Regions from separate parts of the Zea mays genome. Here region 2 is linked to region 1. The links are chromatin contacts, called in public Hi-C maps. All regions are on one chromosome and are shown on one strand. The core of a region is the stretch at or near the end of the contact, and the rest is flanking DNA. Distances in the headings are between cores, read along the strand shown. Region 1 holds the start of LOC109939248 (trifunctional UDP-glucose 4,6-dehydratase/UDP-4-keto-6-deoxy-D-glucose 3,5-epimerase/UDP-4-keto-L-rhamnose-reductase RHM1). Region 2 holds the start of LOC103634469 (probable ADP-ribosylation factor GTPase-activating protein AGD6).

Evidence for each region. Hi-C and Micro-C count contacts between places; a contact is called where the count stands out from the background.
Region 2: a contact with region 1 is called in a Hi-C map of ear, with 2.1 times the contacts expected there. The contact joins the promoter of LOC103634469 here to the promoter of LOC109939248 in region 1.

What each region holds. Positions count from the first base shown.
Region 1 is chr1:41,414,925-41,422,604 of Zm-B73-REFERENCE-NAM-5.0, forward strand. It overlaps LOC109939248 (trifunctional UDP-glucose 4,6-dehydratase/UDP-4-keto-6-deoxy-D-glucose 3,5-epimerase/UDP-4-keto-L-rhamnose-reductase RHM1), which reads left to right and starts at 4,815. Exons shown (of 4, transcript XM_020546030.3): 1 at 4,815-5,367; 2 at 6,037-7,637. The coding sequence starts at 6,072. It also overlaps a transcript of LOC100191862 not described here.
Region 2 is chr1:41,625,179-41,632,858 of Zm-B73-REFERENCE-NAM-5.0, forward strand. It overlaps LOC103634469 (probable ADP-ribosylation factor GTPase-activating protein AGD6), which reads right to left and starts at 5,042. Exons shown (of 3, transcript XM_008656039.3): 1 at 3,952-5,042; 2 at 2,958-3,047; 3 at 1,777-2,510. The coding sequence starts at 4,740. The coding sequence ends at 2,025.

The sequences.
Region 1 (7,680 bases), core at 3,565-6,064:
CAGGCAGAGGCTTCCGAGCAACACGGACGACCAGTGAGGGTCCTAGAGGTGGTCGTGGAGCACGAAGCATCTTATCTCGTGGACGTAGTATGCCTCGACCTATTGGTGCTTCCTCGTCAGGTGGTCGTTGTGCCACAAGTGGTCGTGGTGCCAATATTTCAGCGCCAAATGCCGCTCACAGTCAAGAGGACAATGACGATCCCTTTGCACAAGTAACTCATTTTCCTAACTTGGTCACTCCAATGTTGTAGTTGTGTGGCTTCTTTCTTTATTATCCTAAATTCTATTTAAACTAATAGTTAGAGGTGAAATGTTTTGAACTGTTTTTAACTAATAGTTTATCAGTGTATTGATACATCATGCTGCTTCTGCTGCACTACTGTATAGAAATATTTTTATTGGACATTCATGTTTGCTCTGCCTTTTCATATGGTAGACGGGTGAGACATTTGACAAGGCAAATTGGACGGATCCATACAACAATACTACATTTTGTGACCTTTGTGTTGAGCAAATAAAGGCTGGTAATAGGGTTAATGGCTTCATGACTACCAGAGGCTACCATGTCATAACTGAGAAGTATTATCTAAGAACTGGTTTAAGACATTCTAAAACTCAGTTGAAAAATAGATGGGATCAGTTGAAGGGTCTCTATAGCTTTTGGTTGTGGCTCAACAAACAGACGGGTCTTGGCCGGGCAAATGGTACTGTTGTTGCTGATGAATCTTTTTGGAGGGAAAACACAAAGGTATTCATGAAGCTTGCCTTCTGTTTGTGTTTTTTGTGAGATACAAAGGTACTAATCATTCTGAATTTTGCCAGAATCACTCTGAATGGAAGAAGTTACAATATGGACCACCTGAAAATCTTGATCAGCTTCAACAAATGTATGAGCATAGTGCTGTTGATGGTTCATCGTCTTGTATTCCTGGAGAGCATATGAATGAAGGTGACGGAGGTGATGACTTGGATGAGGATATTGCAAGTCCAGCTAGTGGAGCAAGAAAGAAGAGGGCGTGCAACACTAGTACTGCAACAAGTCCATTGAAGAGAGGACAAAGCCCTATGTTGAAGATTATGAGGGGCATGTGGGGAACTTTGCAGTCTAATAGTGTTGCTGCAAAAAGGGTCCTAGAGGGAGAATTAAGGACAGAGTCAATCAAGAAGGCGATGAATCTGGTTAAGGAATGTGGTGCACCTGAAGGAAGTGTTGAGCATTACATGGCTACAAAATTGTTCGTGAAAGCTGAAAACCGAGATATGTTCTTTACTTTTGAATCAAATGAAGGAAGATTGTCTTGGTTAAAGAGAAATTGTCAGGACTATGGGTTGTCTTGAGTTGGTAGTTGTCATGAGTGTGTCTGCCTATCTACTGTCATGGACCTTTTATGTATTGATGTCGTGAACATTCTATGTGTGTCTGCTGTCACAAACCTTTTATGTACTGCTGTCATAAACCTACTATCATGAACCTTTTATGAATCTTCTATGTGTTTCAAATCATATGTATGTGCCTTGAATGATTAAGTTTGTTGATCTCTTATTATTGTCTATGTAGATTGATTTTTTCCCAAATGATGAGGATGAGACAGATGACATAGTTGAGGTGGCTCTTGGTGAACTTGAGATGATGGAACAATATGGTGCCTTCATGTCTACATTTGGTATGTACTATGATGCTACCTTCTTTAATAAAAGAAGTCGTAGGGAACCTCAAGTCACTGGATATGATTGGGTAGTGAGGACACTTAATGATCCTAGAGAGTGCTTTAATATGTTTAGAATGAGTAAGCATATATTTGAAAGTCTTCATGATGTCCTTGCATCAACATATGGATTGCGGTCAACATGTCAGATGAGTTCCATAGAAGCTTTAGCCATGTTTTTGTGGATCATTGGTGCTCCACAATCAATTAGACAAGTTGCCAATCGTTTTGAGAGGTCAAAAGAGACGATTAGTAGAAAATTTGAAGAAGTGTTACATTGTGTTTATAAGATGTCTGCTCATATCATTAAACCAAAAGATCCAGAATTTTCTACTGTGCACCCAAGAGTACAAGCTCCCCAATTTTCACCGCATTTTGATAAATGTATTGGAGCTATAGATGGGACACATGTGCGTGTTGTTGTCCCATCATCAAAGGTGCTGCAACATACAGGGCGTCATGGGTATACAACTCAGAATGTATTGGCCATATGTGACTTCGATATGAGGTTTACCTTTGTGGTCGCCGGATGGCCAGGGTCAGTTCATGATATGAGAGTGTTTAATGATGCTCTGCGCAAATATGGTGACAAATTTCCTCATCCTCCTCCTGGTAAATATATATACTACAAAGTTATTTTATGGTCATGGCTTTATCATTTTCTAATGGTCTAACTTTTTGTAGGAAAATTTTATCTTGTTGACTCGAGGTACCCTAACCGTGATGGTTACCTAGCTCCTTACAAAGGAACTAAGTATCATGTACCAGAGTTTCGACAAGGCCCTAGACCAAGTGGGAAGGAGTTATTCAATTTTTGTCACTCATCTCTTCGCAACGTCATCGAGCGTTCGTTTGGCGTGTTGAAGATGAAATGGAGGATCTTGTTACACTTACCATCATATCCAATGGTAAAGCAAACAAAGATTATACTTGCGTGCATGACCCTTCATAATTTCATTAGAGAAAGTGCTATGGCGGACGCGGATTTTGAAATGTGTGACAATGATGAGAACTATATATCGATTCAGAGCAACAATTTGTTTGAAGAAGATGGTGATGAAGAACAAGGCATGAACGCTTTCCGTGACAACATTGCAAATGCGTTGTTCATCATGAGAGGGTGACAAGTTGGAGATACTATTTGTGTTGACAAAGTAGTTCAGTTTGTATTGCTATGAGACAAGTTTCTCTACATTTTTATAAACAGATGTACATTTTCAGAATGACTGTTTTTTGTTTGAAAAAAGATGAGGTTGAGATGGGCAGTTGAAATGAACGGTTGTAAAGCTGAAATTGAATATTGATTAGATAAAAAATGGTTGAAATCTATTGAACGGATGTACAGGCGTACAACTGACAAAGGACTGCTTCGGCTAACCTGAAACCTTTTAGCTATAATCCAAACAGCACCAAACTAATAGTTAGCAGCTAATAATTAGCCAACTATTTTTGCTAGCAACTTATTAGCTAACTAACTATTAGTTATAGTGCATTCAAACACCCCTGCGGTGGGCGAAGAATATCCACGGGGGAGCATACTCATAGTTGGCTTGTCATTATTCGTGGCCACATTTCATTACGGAATTTGAGTTCCAATAAACGGAATATACCTTCGTCGATCACCTTGAAGGATTGTATCATTAGAATTTTCATACAGGGCTGGCCTTTTGAGTCTCTGCCTACGCACGCAGATGTTGTGGTTCTTGTGTTTGTAGCCTATATGTACTCCCTGAGTCGATTATAGAAATGTTTATTCCATTTTGAGTTTTTTGTTCCTTCCTTTTGCTTTGCCGTCTAAGACTGAGATGACGCCAGCTGCGCTGCAGATTTGTGATTGTAATGGACTGGCCATGGCAAGGTGTCGTTGTCTCTCTCAAATTCTGTAAAATGGAGTACTACTATAAACCACAGTCTAGTCTGGTTTCGGAGGCTTTTCCAACGAGCGAGAAGCTACAGAATCACAATCTAGTCTGGTTCGGCGCTTTTCCAACAAGAAGAGCTTTGTTTCGGTGCTTCTCCAACGAGATGCCACGAGCAGCAGAAGAGCTTCCGGGAAAGTGCAGGCGTAGAAACACACAGAACAGAACCTTCTTTACCTCGATCGACAAAAACGCCTCCGTCCATGACATGTGGGCCCAGTCTGGACACAACTACCCGTTTGAAAGACCCAAAAGAAATCCAGTCTAGACACACTTTAAAAGTTTATAGATCAAGTTAACACCCACGCAAATTAAGAGATCGGAAATACGCTTTATTCTTTGCGATATAGTAGACCATCACTGCCCTCGTGAACACAGGCACAGCTATAGTACTCGCACATATACTTGAGCGCTGAGCCTGCCTTGAAATAATACATGGATGAGATCATGCCTGTCTGGCTGTAGATGAAAAAAATAAATAAAGTGAGTCATGCCACCTTTTCGGTAGAAAAAAAGAAAATAAAAAATAAGGTGAAATACTGTTTTGTAGTTGTTCATTTGTAAGTGCTATCCTAAAAATATATATTCTATCAATATTATTATAAAGAATTCATTTTAAACAAGTACTCCGTTTATAAATATTTCTCGTTCTTACTTTAGTCAACCATTTTAACTTTAACCATATTTATATAATAATATTTATAATACATAATTAGTACCATTAGTTAGATATTTAAATCTCTTTTTATAGTAAATTATTCGAATATATAAATATTGCTAATATATTATATAAATCTTATTTAGCCGACACGAATACTGTATCCACAAATATTCATGGACGAAGGAAGTACTACGTAAGGCTGAGTACAGTGCACAGCCTTTCTCTCGCCCCTGTCACGTCAGCTCTCGCCTCCACTCTCGCTCCTGCTGCTCTTGTGCACAGGCTACAGCAGGCTACAGCCTCAGGCTATAGCACACGTGGACCAATCAGAAGCCGCCACCTTACTGTCGTCCCTCGCTCTCGCCCGCGAAGACGCCATCGCCAACGCGTCGCCCCGCTCTCGCCTGCCTATCGCCGGGCGGTGGCAGTAGTGCCCGCCGGGTCGCTCTCGTCCGCCTCCAGCCCCGCTCTCGCCTCCTGCTAGACGCTATCGCCCTCACTATATAGCCTGCGTTGGCACCAGCCTCGTGCTGGGCGCTATCGCCCGCCGGGTAGCAACTAACTCTCGTCCTTGTCCCTGTCCCCGTCCAACCACGAACCATCCATCCCTCCCCATCCCGGCGCCATCCACGTGGCGCGAGAAGGGAGAGAGACGCCGCCCACCTACTGCCGTCACGTCCCGTCCGTGGTCCTCCCGTGCCGTGCCGTGCCTCCCAGGAACTGAGCTGGGCCTGGCTTGGCAGTGGGCAGCCCGGGCACCGCGTCCGCGACTCCGCGTCTCCGCCTGCAACTGCAAAGAGTATAGAAGGCACGCGGCGAAGCGGCCAGGAGTTCCTCCTCGCCCCGCGTTGAGTTGCCAGCACGGCCCCTCCCTCTCGTTCTCCTCGACTCCTCCCCGTCGCGGCAGCCAGCCAGCAGGCATCGTGATCGTCTGCCCTGGTTCCCGCCCTCGCTCCATCCCCCGGCACCCCCGCACGGGACGCGCGTGTGGACGTTCTTCGCCTCCGCGACAGGCTTGCGCCCCGGCTCGGCTCGGGTCTGCCTCCACTGCGGCCTTCCTGGATCTCGGCCGCCGCTCCTCGTGAGTTCCTGCTATTGAATCTGGTTCCTTTGCGGATTTTCGAATTATTATCTCGTGCAGTGGTGGCGACTGTCGAGCGCGATAGATCTGATCCTCGTAGATCGCCGCTTGCGGGTGGGCAGAGTGATCCGACAGACCGGCGGCATTGTGACCCATTCCTAGGCTCGCAGCGAAGGGGTGGCCGATGGAATTGGTTACCTCGCGCGTTGCAGAGTTGGTTATCTAGATTTGAGGATCACGATGGGCGCACGCCTTTTTTTTGTGAACTACGTGGACTGGGATATTATCGTGAGGGTGGTCTGTTTTTTTTTTTTTGCTCTACCTCACCGAGCAGTTATGCTTACTTGTAGTATATATATATATATATAATAAATGATCCTTACTGGTAATGTTAATTGTGTAGCATGCAAAGCTTTTAGGCAAGAGCATGGTACCCACGTATCTGGAATTATATGGATTTTGTATTTTCTGGTGGGGGTCATTCTTAGTGTTCCAGATTAGATCCGATCATCCGAGTACTACATTTTACTACAGTATTACTTAATTGTGTCCATGTTTAAAATAATTCCCCTGTGATGGCAACCAGATCTCTTTTTTGTTTTGTTTTCTCTAATGTCATTCCTCAACTTGTCCTTGTGAGAGTACTCATGATCTCATTGTGTTTGCTAGCATATTATAACATATCACAGAACTATCAGACAAGGATGGCGACTTACGAGCCCAAGAACATTCTCATCACCGGTGCTGCTGGTTTTATTGCATCGCATGTCACCAACTGTCTGGTTAGGAACTACCCGCACTACAAGATTGTTGTCCTCGACAAGCTCGATTACTGCTCCAGCCTAAAGAACCTCAACCCCTCACGGGCTTCACCAAATTTGAAGTTTGTCAAGGGTGACATTGCAAGTGCTGATCTGGTGAACCACCTTCTGGTCACAGAGTCGATTGACACCATCATGCACTTTGCTGCTCAGACTCATGTAGATAATTCATTTGGCAATTCATTTGAGTTCACAAAAAACAATATATATGGTACCCACGTCCTTCTTGAGGCTTGCAAGGTCACTGGCCAGATCAGGAGGTTTATTCATGTCAGTACTGATGAGGTCTATGGAGAAACTGATGAAGATGCTGTGGTTGGTAATCATGAGGCCTCACAGCTGCTTCCAACAAATCCGTATTCAGCTACAAAAGCTGGGGCTGAAATGCTTGTGATGGCATATGGAAGATCTTATGGTCTTCCTGTGATAACCACTCGGGGCAACAACGTGTATGGGCCAAATCAGTTCCCTGAGAAACTTATTCCCAAATTCATTCTTTTGGCCATGAGAGGTCTGCCTCTTCCAATTCATGGAGATGGTTCCAATGTCAGGAGCTACCTATATTGTGAGGATGTGGCTGAAGCTTTTGAGGTTGTTCTTCACAAAGGGGAGGTTGGACATGTGTATAATATTGGTACTGTGAAGGAGAGGAGGGTGATTGATGTGGCCAAAGACATTTGCAGGCTCTTTGGCTTGGATACTGAGAAAGTAATCAGGTTTGTTGAGAACAGGCCCTTCAATGACCAGAGGTACTTCTTGGATGATCAGAAGCTTAAGAGACTGGGATGGGCAGAGCGCACACCATGGGAAGAGGGCTTGAAGAAGACAATCGAGTGGTACACCACCAATCCTGATTACTGGGGAGATGTCACTGGTGCTTTGCTCCCTCACCCAAGGATGTTGATGATTCCTGGAGTTGAAAGGCATAACTGGACTGAGGATATCAAATCTCTGACTTCTTCACCAGCTGAAGCTAGCACAACAGCTCCTGCAACCAGTGCCAAAAGGACCACTGCTGCCCCTCAAAAGCCTTTGTACAAGTTCTTAATCTATGGCAGGACTGGATGGATTGGTGGCCTCCTTGGGAAGATTTGTGACAAGCAAGGGATACCATATGAATATGGGAAAGGACGCTTGGAGGAGCGCTCTCAGCTGTTGGAGGACATTAGAAATGTGAAGCCAACTCAAGTTTTTAATGCTGCCGGAGTCACTGGGAGACCAAATGTTGATTGGTGTGAGACCCATAAACAGGACACCATCCGCACCAATGTTGTAGGCATATTGAATCTTGCTGATGTCTGTCGCGAGCAAGGTCTGCTAATGATTAATTATGCTACAGGTTGTATATTTGAGTATGATGCCAAGCACCCGGAAAGGTCTGGTATTGGCTTTAAAGAGGAAGACACACCCAACTTTACGGGTTCCTTTTATTCCAAAACAAAAGCAATGGTAAGTTCGGGATGATGTTCTTTTTTTGTCAAGCATTTTTCTT
Region 2 (7,680 bases), core at 3,792-6,291, 210 kb after region 1:
GGGACATAAAGAATATAATGCTTGGAACATCTAATATATGTTGTCGAGACAATCCTCTTGCGCCTTGACGCTCAAGGTCTGCGCATCCTTGGTGTACAGGGGAAGCTTCTGGCGGAAGAGAAGATGAGTATAGCGCGCCGCTCAGCACTGGCATACTGTTCACCAGCAGACCCAGCAGGCGGGCTGTCTGCTGGATGACCTTGACGCCGCCTGCCAGCGGATGGGACGGGACGCATATAATGCTGAGAGGGCACGTCGCCCGTCAGCGCAGTGGCAGGCGGCGCGTCTTTTCCTCAATAAATGCAGGGGTTGCACGACTCTTCGTTAGGGTCGGCCCGGTAGCTTATGTCATGGGCCACAAGCAACGGGTCTCCTCCTGAGCGGGAAGCGGAGGCGAGACCCGCACACGTGTCAGCGCCGGACCCCTGCACACACTAGGGTCCTCCTCGCTCCGGGACCCTGCTGGGATTCGGACTTACCCGAAGGCTCCGGACTCGTATATAGGGGTCCGGTGTCTTTACGTGGGGGGGCGACCTTACTGGGGTGTGGTGTCTTTCCCTGCCACGTGGCGTCCTTTGGCCTGCCCATCCGGCGGGGTCAAGCACGGTTCTCCGCGCGGCCAGGGGACGTCGCATGGGTGCGATGCCTTCATACTCCATGAGAGGGTACCCTGATTTAGGGTACCGATAATTAGGGATGAAAACGGTCGGAAACGGTCGTTAAACACTAAAACCATAACCGTTTTTATATTTTTTATCGGAAACAAAATCGGAAACGATAACTCCGGAAACGGAAACGATATCGGTATTTCGGAAACATCGGAAACGAAAGTTCGGTGCAGAAAATACATCGGTAACGGTCGAAATCTAAAATACGATCGGTAAACGTATCAAACTTTACAATAAAACAAAATTGACAAAAGATCACAAATACCACAAGTTCACAATTCATGATATAACAAGTTCACAATATAACAAGTTCACAAGGATCACAAATTTATAATATAAAAAGTTTACAAAGATCACAAGTTCACAATATAACAAGTTCATAAAGATCACAAGTTCACAGACTCAAAGTTCACAATTCACCATATCCACTCGATTTAGTTGACATGACATGCTTACTCATGAAATATTTTTTCCTCACATAAAGGGTTTTTTCATAGCCTCACAGGAAAACCCTAAAATCTAGTGTGTGAAAAAGACAGATTGTCGGCTCTCTATCATTATATATTACTAATACATAACATGTGCATAGAAAATGATGGATTCGTTCGAGAGACCAAATCGTTAATCTCAATTGCCTTCCAACACCATCTAACCCCAAAAAAATCTTAAAGCGTCCAAAAAATACAAAAATAAGCAATCCTTATCCAGAAATGTACAGGCGATGCGAAAAAATCACATGCTAGAAAATTCCGAAAAAAATCCGAAAAAATTCCGAAACATAATTCCGGAAATTTCCGAGACACAAATCCGGTAATTTCCGACAAAAACCGGTAACCGATGGAAACGGTCGGTAAAACACCACGCCGATTCCGATTCCGATAGAAAATTCCGAAAACCGATTTCGTTTTCGAAAAATACCGTTACCGGTGAATCCGATCGAAAAAATTCGAAATCGGTTTCCGGAATTCCGAAAAATTCCGAAACCGTTTTCATCCCTACCGATAACTACTACTGTGATACAAGCTTGCCACCAGTCGCCAGAACACCCACCACGGCAAATATCGGCAAGCCTCTGCCCGGTACAAAACCAACGAAAACCAATAAAGAGTATGCGACAAAGTCGAGTAAATTACAGTTTCAAATCGACATTTCTTAGTCATTTGGGCAGTGTTGAATGGCATCTGACCACAGAAATATATCTCACTAGATATAATAACAGTTGTAGACATGGTACAAAACACACAAACCCTTTCACCCGACTGTTTAAGTATCCCAAATAATACCAACCACTGGACCCTCACGTTTCCTGGCATGTAACAACTCTGAAAGTATAGCTCTATGGAAAAGAGACTGGTTTCAGCGGAAGCCGCCTTCTGTCCAAAATGTGCCACCGGATGTCCCGTTTTGGTTGCTCCCCTTGTTGGAGGTGCTGTGATTGTTGTAACTAGGGCTATCAAAACCATCATCCTTCCCATCATCCCAGCCAGCCCAGGAGTCACTGCTCTGGTGCGGTTTCGCAGGCTCATCTTTCTTGCCTGGGTCGTCCCAATCGTCCCAAGAACTGGAATTGTTCTTCGATGAAGAATTTTGGGAGGAATTCCAACTGTTGCCGTTGGTCTCATGCTCAAACCTTTGGTAAGGCTCACTTTTCTGCTCGCTGTGTTGCCAATCCTCTCCCCAGCCACCCACTCCTCCTTCCTTGGCATATTCCTCTACCTTTTGTGAGGCCAGCGCCATAACTCCTCTCATGATCCCCCAAGTCCTGCTTCCAATCTCTGCAGTTTTATTGGCAACAACACTGACAGTTTCATTCACCTTCTGGTCATAGCCCCCATCCCTCATCTGTATTCCAGAGAAGCACCATCATCAGACAGAAAAAAACAGTGATGTAAAACACGTGGGTTACAAAAAAGTTCAACATAAATATGCTATGATGTAGTCTAATACCAACTATGATTATTGATCAAGGAGCAATGACATGTGATAAAGTTAGTTCAATGAAGTTCATGTTACAAAACTAAGAATGGATATTTTGTGTTGATAGAAGAATATTGCATACAGATAAAATGCAGCATTCCTAAAATGTAATATAAAAGCATTCCTGAGCATGGCCTTGTCTCAAAGTGCAGTGTTGTTGCAATAAGATTCAAACAAGAAGTGTTTGAGAAGAAAAGATAAAAAAAAGTTATATGAGCTCGGTGAACCCCAAAGAGGGGTTCAAACTCCATAGCCAACACACTAGACCCAGGAATCAATTGTTGTGCAGGAGAATAGGTAAGCATCAGTCACCTTTGATTGGATTTCTTTTGTGCCAACTTGGACAGCACTGGCAGCAGACTGGGCAGCAGATGCTGCAACTAATGAAAGGCGTCCAAATCCCTGAAAAAGGTTTTATGGTAAGCAACTATATCAAACCAATATACAATTGCAAAACAAGGTATAATGCTGGAGTCACCACACCTAACTAAATATTCACATGACCAAAGTAAGCTGAGGGCAATAATGCATCAATTGCTATTAAACTACAACGTACTGGGCTACTGGCTGAGCTCAAACACATGCCAACATGTATATCGAAACCTGTTTTGCTTAATCATTTCGAACAAGTGGTGCTGGTCTTCTGTAAATATGTTACAGGGAGCTCAGTATGTTCCTGTACTACCCAGTAAACGAGATGAATAAAGCATCATCACTATGTTGAGCTGTTCACTAGGCTTCTAAAACTTGATAAGACCACAGTACTAACAAATTTTCATTACGGTCAGGAACCCCAGATAGAGCGATTGGTTTATGTATGTCAATGTAACAACAGCTACAAATTGTAAAATCCTCCATTTTTACTGCCGAAGAGTAGCAAGGAATAAAATTCAGAGCCCTACCATTGTAGGCAAACATATACTCCTACTCCATAGTAATTTTAATTCCACGAATTGATGACATAGGCTTCTAAAACTTGATAAGACCACAGTACTAACAAATTCCTTATGGTCAGGAACCCCAGATAGAGCGATTGGTTTATGTATGTCAATGTAACAACAGTTACAAATTGTAAAATCCTCCATTTTTACTGCCGAAGAGTAGCAAGGAATAAAATTCAGATCAGAGCCCTACCATTGTAGGCAAACATATACCCCTACTCCATAGTAATTTTAATTCCACAAATTGATGACGTATTGTTATCCAATCAATGGAAAATATAATATACTCTTCATCTATGATGAATAGCGTGTCAAGTGGATTTGTCCATTATAAGTAGCAATAGCACAAAGATGATCTTTTTTACCTGAGAGACAACCTGCATGACATCGCCCTGGGCAGCACCGCCGTTCCTGTTAGCCGACGGCGGTGGGCTGGATCCGAACCCAACGTACTTGCCGCCCTGGGATGGCGGGATCCCGTCAGGCTTGGACTCGTTCTCCGCCATCCTCCTGGCGAAAAAGTCCTCCTTATTTGCCGCCGACGCCTCCAGTTGCTGCCTCGTGTACATGTCCTGTGTTGATTTGGACCTCGGCGGCTGCCTCCCTGACTGCGCACCCGCGGCGGCGAACGATCCAACCGACTGATTCCGCCTCATGTCCGGCCGAAAATCGTCGTCCCAGTCGTCCCACCCGCCGCCGCCGGAGGCGGCAGATGTGTGCACGGGCGGCTTCCTAGCGGGGGCGGGGGCGCCAGATCCGGGCGTCTCCTTGACCACGGGCGGGTCAGTCCACGGCTTTCCCTCAGCGAGCGCGGCGATGCGGTCGCGGTAGGCGGCTGCGGCGTTGGAGTTGTACTTGGCGACGTGGGGCGTCTCCTTAGGAACGCCGCGAGCTGTGAGGAAGGCGTTGAGTCGGTCGTTGCCACCGGCCTCCATCTTGCGGAGCTGCGCCTCGGTCCAGGAGTCCATGGTGACCGAGCGCACGAAGCTGATGTGCACGCCGAGGCCCCGGTGCTTGCCCGAGCACTCGAGGCACATGAACACCCCATAGGAGACGCTCGCCCACTGCGGGTTCCGCTGCGCGCAGTCCACGCAGGTCTTGTTCCCCGTCTGCGCCTGCAGCTCCCGCAGCCGCCTCGCCGCCGTGGACGCCATCGCCGGATCGGATCTGCGCCTCGGATCCGCGGCTGAGTGGGTGGCGCCGGGCTGGACTCGGAGGGGAAAGGGGGAGGACGAGGCACAGGAGGGACTCGCCGACACTGGTGTGGGACGGTGAGGGGTCAAATACGGTGACGCGGTCGTTTCTACCCCTGGCTGCGCGTGGGCGGTGGTCAGGGCAGACCCGTAATATCCCTCATCGCCAGAGGGCAGCGACGGGTCCCTGGCTGGCTGGCTGGTGGGGCGTGGCCGAACCGAGCATGGGCCCACTTCTGACACCGACAATATGGACCCAGCGCGCAGGAAGGAGAAGAGAGTCAGGCCGGTCGGGCCACCAAGATGAGCGGGCGGCCAGCCAGGCACGGACGGTCTCCCGTATACGACGCGCTCTCCACTGGTTAAAAGGAGGCCGCGGCCCACGAAGGGTTCTCCTTCACACTGTTCAGGTCGAATTAAATTCACCTGTTTAGATTTGTTTCCGCTCTAATATACAAAATAGTGTAGAAGCATTGTGTTGTGGTTTCAGAAACCGGTGGACAATAAATTTGTGTTTGATGGAGAAGCAAGAGTGGACTCAATCCAAATGATGGATCACGGAGATCCGAGCAATGAACACAGACACGGGGTTTATACTAGTATAGGCTTACACCCTAATCCAGTGTAGTGCTAATCGTAGTACTGCTTTGAGACGTGTTACAACTAGTGTGCTTGTGTGTAAAATGAAAGTTTCTCAGTCCCTTCTATAGCTCAAGTGTGGGCTTTACAGTGAAAACTTATCGGAGGAGCTTGGCTTGCTGCCTCTAGATAGTTATTTTTGGTAAATTAGTTAATAATTAGATAGTTCTTTTTTAGCTAGCTAATTTCACTAATAACTAGGTGAGTACCCGTGCGTTGCAACGGGGATATATCCTACTACTATATAAGTACCTAATGTAGACCACACTGTGCACCACGGTTCTGCCCCTCACCCGCATCCCGACGCCCACCATTCCAGAGCGATAATCGCGGCGCGACATTTCCCCATCCTCGGCCCCTCGTCGTTGCCAAGCCGCCCTTTCATCACGCTGCGAATCCCGCGAACACTCTCTCGCTCCGCTCGGCCGCCTCCCGCGCGCTCTGCACGGCAACGCGTCCCGCGACCTGCGCCACCCAGCCCCCGGGATGGCCGTGCCACGCAGCCCCCATCTCGTGAATCCCACGAACGATTTGCCACTCCGCTCTGCCGCCTCCCACGCGCTCCGCTCGCCAATGCCTCCTGCGACCAGCGCCACCCAACCCCCTTGCACCCTGCCTTAACGGACTCCGCGATGTCAGCGCTCGGCTCGTCAATGGCCCCAGCGTCGCATCCACCGCACCTCATAGGCCCCAGCCTCCCACGCCGCCGGCGCGTGCAACAGGCGCCTGATTCACCCGCAAGCCCCCCTCCCCCGTCTAGGGTTTGGCATTTTAGCCGCCGTCATGGCATCGGTGTCGCTCGCGCTCCTCCCAGCCACATCGGCGCATCGTACAAGAAGAGCAAGCTGGCGAGACCACGATAGGGCCCTAGAACGTTGGGAGGAGGCCGACGCGGTGCGCAGTTGGTTATCTGCCATCGTGGAGCGTAATCGCGCCCTGCGACGCCGAAGAGGCTCCACATCCTTCTGCCTCCCCCGCGGTGGCTTGGTCGGCACCGCTGGCTCCACCAAAGAGCGTCGTGGCCGTCGCGAAGAAGCCAACGTGTTCTGTGCGCTTGGAGTCGGAGCAAAAATGGAGGAACCAGCGGTTGATCCGGGCATCACGTTCTTCTGCCTCGCCACAAGGCCAAGCAAAAGAGGTGATGATTTTTCCCCCTTTTCGATGCTCGTCGACTCCCTCCTGCTCTGCTTTCTTGACGTGTGCTCCGGTTTCTGATCCCTCCTTGTATGTTGCTTGCCTCCCTCGCGGGGCCAGCGTAGGTATGTCATGAAGAAGATCAACCGCTTACCAAGAGGTAACGCATGTGCTCATAACACAGGAAGACAAGAAGGCTCTTCTAGAGCGGTACACAGTGATCCAATACCCTTCCTTCCACTGCGGCTGAGGAGCAACTCTCCCTCGCTGTCCTCTTCCTATCGTTGTATCCACACGACCTTTGTGTTCTATAAGTTTGTTTTGTTGTTGATCTGCATGCTCTGCTGATCCTCGTAAGCCTTAGCTGATGATCTTACTATCTTCCTCTTTTGTGAAGGTGGAATAGGGAATGATGATATGGCGGATTTCTCCAAGGTGCGAAGAATATTCTTCTTCTACTTTCTATTGTTATTTGGAACTATTGTTACCACTTTTGTTTGCGATTACTGCTTTGCCCGAGAATTGCATTCGCAGGCAATGTACATGCATGTTGTTTCCCCTTTTACTGAAAACTATATTTTTATGTATGGATGGGTGCGCGATATGGAATTTAAGCTTATACCTATTTTAGATCTGATCGACTAGCTATAACTGAATTTATTAGGGGAACCCCCAAACTGGATCATTATCTTCTCAAATAGAAATGTCAATTCAGTTTGTGATAATGGAAAATAAGTGAAGAACATAATAATAGATGTATCAGATATAGTAGTAAACTTGTCTAGCATAGGATATACACCTTTATCGAGGGATCTTGAAACTTTTTTGAATGTTGAGTCATTTGATTGTGTGTGTGTAATCATGATTTACCCAAATAGTGTGAATCGGATGTCAGTGGCTCAGTGCCTTTAAAAATATTGTCATTTGAGGAGTTTCTTTAATAGTACCATCAACTGAAATGCAAAGCTTTCAACAATGTTATGTCGTATGAATAATTTATTACCATATTGCTCTCACCGAAAGAGTAGTACCATTCAGTAAGGAAATCAATGGTTATATATGTTAGTATAGTATATGATGTTACTATATTGAGTTCTCTGCTCTGCACTGTCATGGCACTTGTTATGA